Regions from separate parts of the Mus musculus genome. Here region 1 is linked to region 2. Evidence: chromatin contacts called from public promoter capture Hi-C data. All regions are on one chromosome and are shown on one strand. Each heading gives the region's core, a stretch centred on a gene start, on an enhancer-like site or on the middle of the called end of the contact. The rest is flanking DNA. Distances are from core to core; before and after follow the strand shown.

What was found. Promoter capture Hi-C pulls out the DNA fragments that hold promoters and counts their contacts.
Region 1: a promoter capture Hi-C map of macrophages shows a contact between it and region 2, with 6 read pairs. The contact joins the enhancer-like site here to the promoter of Med6 in region 2. A contact is called at or near these places in 1 of 39 promoter capture datasets (macrophages), 1 of 15 datasets of contacts at CTCF or cohesin (the NIH/3T3 cell line), 3 of 115 datasets of contacts at active chromatin or transcription factors (bone marrow-derived macrophages and embryonic stem cells) and 3 of 9 other capture datasets (adipose tissue, liver and pancreatic islet).

The regions. Positions count from the first base shown.
Region 1 is chr12:81,745,210-81,748,287 of GRCm38.p6, forward strand. The region is part of intron 2 of Map3k9 (mitogen-activated protein kinase kinase kinase 9); the gene reads right to left. Among named protein-coding and RNA genes, the nearest start is that of Map3k9, 34 kb to the right of the region's middle. Within about 2 kb of position 1,427, at least 22 of the 459 cell types and tissues checked have an H3K27ac peak or open chromatin away from gene starts, as enhancers often do. A contact at or near this core is called in macrophages, where this site is marked.
Region 2 is chr12:81,593,523-81,596,368 of GRCm38.p6, forward strand. Med6 (mediator complex subunit 6) reads right to left here and starts at 1,486. Exons shown (of 8, transcript NM_001347384.1): 1 at 1,418-1,486. The coding sequence starts at 1,439.

The DNA of each region.
Region 1 (3,078 bases), core at 177-2,676, 150 kb after region 2:
CTCTATAGCTGGGCATAGCCTCTATAGCCGGGCATAGCCTCTATAGCTGGGCATAGCCTCTATAGCCCGACACAGCCTTGCCTGAATTTGTGTTAGTGAGACAGACTTCAGAGCAAGAAGAAAGGTTTCCTCTTCGCCCCTGTGAGGAAGAAACGTCTACAGACAGTGTAGCAATTAAATTATAAAAGTGATTCAGTTGGGCCCGGGAAACCAGTAAAAACAATACAAGTTAACTCTTAGTCCTGTGTGCCAAGACAACCTAGAGCCTTCCCGCTCTCCTTGCACTTACCTACCTAAGATGCCTTACATTGCAGACCCTGACAGTAAAGACCTTCTGCAGTGAGAGAGCAGGTGCTTCATCCATGACACAGCCACACCCTTCTCTCCACTTCTACTCCCATCCACTGAACTGTCACATACTGAAGGGGAGTGGCCCAAGGAGCTCCAGGTCCTATGTGCTTCTTAGAAAAACAGCAGTGTGCCCCAGGATTACCGGCAGCTTCAGAGTTGGAGTCTAGAAAGCAAACAACCCCACCCTAGACCTAATGGATGAACCCTCCCTCCTCCTCCACACTCTCTACTCCAGACACATCCCTCCCCATCCTGGCTTCCCCCACCCAGGTGCCTACGCAGATACAAAACAGGAGAAGGAAAAAAAAAACAAACCCTTCTTCTTTAGTGACAAAAACAAATAAACAAACAAACCCACAACAACAAAAACCCTTCCAGACTTTCTGAGGCAAAACAACAGGACAGCAGACATTCAAAGAGTTAGGCAAGTGACACTAAGGAAATCCCCCTCCCCCTTCCTGAATATACACTGTGTGAGATCAGTCTCCCAAAGCCCTAGGTGGCTGGGATAGGGTGCAACCAGATGTTTCGTATTAGTTGATCTGGATGCTTAAACGAGATGCAAGATTGATGGGGTAAGAATCAGCCACAAACCCTCTGTCAGCATTGGGTATACAGCTAGCTACAGGCCAGTCTCATCTGCTCGCCACTGTCCCACCCACCTCAGACTCAGCTGACCTTGCCCTTTGTGTACTCCATGACCTAGAGACCGACTCTCATCAACAGAGAGGGACTATAATCTGAAACCAGTCACTACCTGAGCAGGCAGTAGCAGGTCATAGTGTTCTGAAGCACTGGTCTTCCCAGCAGCAGGGCTCGTGAAAGCTTTCCTGTACAGGGCTGTTAGTTGAGATGAAATATGAAACAACCTGTTCCGGGCCATTTTCATCACCCACAAGGAAGTCCTGTAACCTTTAAGCAAATATCCCCCCATTCTTCTCTCCTCCCAGGCCCAATCTGCTGTGACCCCATGGTGAAGACTTCACGAAATAGAAAGCTACAGTATGATGTCTGCCTCACTTCCTCAGTGTTTTCAGGGTTGCCACATTATAACGTTTGTTAGTACCATGTTCCTCTTCATGGCTAATACTATTCCACTGTAATACATTCCTACTGTACACTACATAGCAGGACAGCTGCTCAGTTAGGATCAAACACTGTGTAACTGAACTTGGCTGCTCGCTGACATCATCTTTCTGAGTCCTTTAGTTGTCTCTAAGAAGTAGAAAGATGACACTCCCTGTTTCGTCCACGTCAAAGGAGATGTAAAGGGGAAGGGAGCAGAGTCCACATCTCTCAGCCACAGCCTTGTTCTCCATCTCCGTGCTATGTGATCCCGAGCCTGAAAGACATTCTGGCTTTCAGGCTCAACTCCGTTTCCTCAGTGCTACAGCTAATTAGCTCTCCCTCTCTGCTGCCCCATTGCTAGTTCTTCTTCAGCAGCTAAACCCAACTGCACACAATCCAACCGCTTGTACGTCTAAGCACTCCCTGCTGGGGTGTATGAGTGTCTATCATCTTTTCTAGAATGATGCGGAATCCGACCCCTGGAGAATAAAACCCTCATTCCCTTCTAGAATCCATGACATCTTGGTCCAGGAACCTTGCACAGGGGCCAGGCTCTTGGCAAGAACTCCCTCGTGCCTGGCCAGTTATTGACTGAGGTGTACCTGTGCATTTTCCTGACTATATTTTTAAAATGTTCATTTTAGACCTCGGCCAGGGGTTCCCCAGTGATTGATGTACCGGTGCAATATGGACTGTGGGCTACAGAAGGGGTAATCTGGAGATTCAGCCTGCATGCCTGCACCAGTTACTTAAGCATCCTGTGGCCATAATACCTGACAGAATCCACCTAAGGAAGAAAAATAATTATTCAGGTTCTCTACGTCAGAGGATCCACCCCAGCCTACCACAGTAAGGATGGCATGATGCTCACTGCAGAGGATCAAGAGGAAATAAGTCTTCACATTACAGCCCTGAAACTGAGCCACAACTTTTCAAACCCTGCTCTTAGCACCTACATACGACACTCAGGCCTCACGCCCCAAAGCCCAAAGGTCTATGACCTATTACTTTATAATGGGCTTCATGGGCTAGTTCTCCAGCTTAAAAAAAATTTGTATTTATCTGTGTGTGTGTGTGTGTGTGTGTGTGTGTAGATGTGCTCAGTGTGTGTGTTTGTGTGTGTATGTGTGTGCATTTGTGTGCACGTGTGTGTAGATGTACTCATGCTACAGCATGCAAGAACAAGTTAAAGGTTCCAGCTCCTTCCACGTAGTTCCTGGGGATCAAGCTTGGCCTTCCGTCCTCCTGACAGGCTCCTGCAGGCTCTGAGCCCTCTCCACAGCGGCTGCAGCCCCTTCTCTTTCCTCACTTGCTCTTTCCTACTCTTTGTTCTTCCTTGCTGAGCTTCCTGGCTGAGTCTTCTGACCCAGTGCAGGTTGTTTACTCCCTGCCATAGTTTTCTAAGTTCTAAAAGCTCCTCCTCATCTTTTCCTTTGTTTTGGGGGTAAGAAGTACAAGATCCTGGGCAGCAGCTGCTTCTGTTCTTGTTTCTTTTCTGCCACTTTCTTTTTTCCTGAAGGGCTTTTTCAGCCCGTGCTTTATAGTCTCTAGGGTACTTTGCTGAGTCAGGCTCATCTGCTGTGATTCAGCACAAAGCTATGCTTGAGTTCAGAGGTGCACTGCTCAAGTTTTAAATACTGAAACACACTGAAATATTTA
Region 2 (2,846 bases), core at 236-2,735:
ATGGCAAATTTATATACTTTTATTACTAATTCTTTTTTTAAATTAATTTATTTTATAATTGCAAGTACACTGTGGCTATCTTCAGACAGACCAGAAAAGGGCATCAGATCCCATTACAGATGGTTGTGAGCCACCATGTGGTTGGTGGAATTTGAACTCAGGATCTCTGAAGAGCAATCAGTACTCTTAACCCGCTAAGCCATCTCTCTAGCCCCCTTATTACTAATTCTTATTCCATAACCAGAATCACAGATAATCTGCTCCCACTAAATTGTGAGTTTTTATTCATCAGGAATGAGCATAATAATCACTAAATGCTTCCAATCCATGCCTGAAGGTCAAGGCAAGTATGACTTACTTTATTATTCACAGATCTCAATCAATTTAAACAGCCTCATGTATCCATGGACATTCATCTACAAAAACTGAAATGAAAAGTCAAGTCTGAAAATAAAAGGTAAGTTGTGATCACTTCATAAACAGAATATACCAAAAACCAAGCAGATTTAACCTTCTCACTAATGCAGTCATCACTCTTCCAAGCTACCTCTAATTTCTGTCCATCCCAGAAAAGCCCTGGTTTCGTTTTGTTTTCCTTTTTTTGTTTCTAATTCTATCCCTGACTTTTACACTACTGTCAGCAGCTAAAATGATCTAGTAAAGAAATGCGTAAATGAAAAAAAAAAAAGACAAAGTCAGAATATGCCGTCCCTGTTGACTGTTCTCTCACATTTATCTTTCCAGATCTTCTCTTCTACATCTCCTCCCTATGCCAGCTTCTCTGCCATTCCTCTAAACACCAGACACATTACAATTACGCTAACAAATCTAAGTAATAAGCAATCCACTATGTACATGTATGAAATTGCCAAGAGGAAGAATGAAATATACACAAGCAAAAACAAACTGCTAAACAAAATGCTACCCGACCAAGAAGCTAGTAAGAGGTTGAGTCTCCATTCATTTATTTATTCTTACTCAATGAAAATATACCTCTACTGCTCAGCTTGCCGAAGGCAACCACTGAATGAATGATAAGTGAAAGGTATTATAGGCTAAAATTTAAAATTATTAATAAGAAGACGGGGATTTCTGTCCGGGGACCCATAAGGTGGGATCAGCCCTTATCTTATTCCACTTCTCTCTTCCGAAAAGCTATCCCTTCGCCCCGACATAACGCCCAGCATTGTGAGAGAAACCCCTAAATTGTTTCTAGTTTTTCCGCATCTACCCTTTTAAAGAGACTCGTCAGAAAACGGGAAAGCGCGACCCCTTTTCGTTAGATTAGAGCCTTAGGGTATCCAGGAGCCACTCAGAAGAACTTGAGAGACCTCACAAAAGAGGGTAACGCTGACTTCCGCAAGCTATGAAACCCCAGTAAACCACAATCTGGTAAGGGGAGCATAAAATTAATTACCTCGGATATCCACCGCCGCCATAATTCCAAAAGCGCTATAAGAGCCTCCTTCCGGCGCACAGTAAAGGCGATGACTACCGCGACGGAAGCGGAGGCTGCCGGCCGTACGGTTAGCGGGGAGGTCAAAAGTATTCACGCGGAGCGCGGCGGCAGGAAAAAAAAAAAGTGTTTGGGGGCGGGGATGAGACCTAAAGTGGGTGGAGCCGGGTTGAGCTTTGGTCGTTGGACACGGGCGGGAAAGAAGAAGGCGTGTCACAGGGTGGCGGCGGGGAGGGGAGGGGATTGGGACACGCAGAAGGATGGCGCAGGGAAGGCGGGGCCTGTAGACCTGTGGAGTAAGAAGATAAAGAATGACCCCCTCGCTTAGATGCCAAACTGCAGCTGGCAGAGGTTGTAGTAACAGAGCCAGAACAAAACAAACAAACAAAAAATAAGCAAAGCGTTAGGCCCAAACAGTGGGGAAAGTAATTTCATTTACAAGTAAAGAGGTTAAACAGAGCGCTGCCTCGTGCTCACTACTAACATTCTAAAATTCTCTAAACCAAGGCTTTCACTTGTAATCCCATCTCTCAGGAGGCAGAGCCAAGTGCATAACAAATTTGGGGCCAGCCTGGACTACACACAGAGACAGTATTTTTAAAAACCTCATGAGTATAAAAACAAACTGTTAGACTTAGGAGCTCCGTTTTTCACCTTATCTCAAGCAGAGAAAATCAAGAGACTTTGTTATTCCTGTTATTGAACCAACTAAAAACCTAAACCAGTTAAAAACCTGTAGCATTTTATGACTAAATTTCAAGAGATAGGAAGGGAATTCAGGGGTGAATTATTAACAAGATTAAAAAGAGAAAAGGAACTGGGCGTGGTGGCGCATGCCTTTAATCCCAGCCTGGTCTACAAAGTGAGTTCCAGGACAGCCAGGGCTATACAGAGAAACCCTGTCTCAAAATAAATAAATAAATAAATAAATAAATAAATAAATAAATAAATAAATAAATAAATCAATAAATAAATAAATCAATAAATAAAATTTTTAAATGAGAGAAAAGGAACGAAAAAACAACAACAAAAAAGAGAGAGAGAGAGAGAGAAGAGGAATTCCTTGAGTAGTGTCTAAACACTTGAAGGCAGGGAACAATTCTGTGATGTGAGGAAGCCATAGAAACCCACAACAGAACGTTCTGTCTCTAGTGTGGTTTTCTAAAAGCAAAATGATGGAGATGCTTACAAACAAGATACAGAAACTGAGAGGAGAACCCCAAAACCTGAAGGAAGGAACCTAAATTCACAAAACTAAGGACTACCTAGGCTCCCCCAGCATGTAACCAGAATCCACAAACAAGGCAGGAGAACCATTAATTTAACTGGGACTTTTCGACTCACAGATCAAAGAATTCCACATTTTAAATTCTCAGCATAATAAATACAT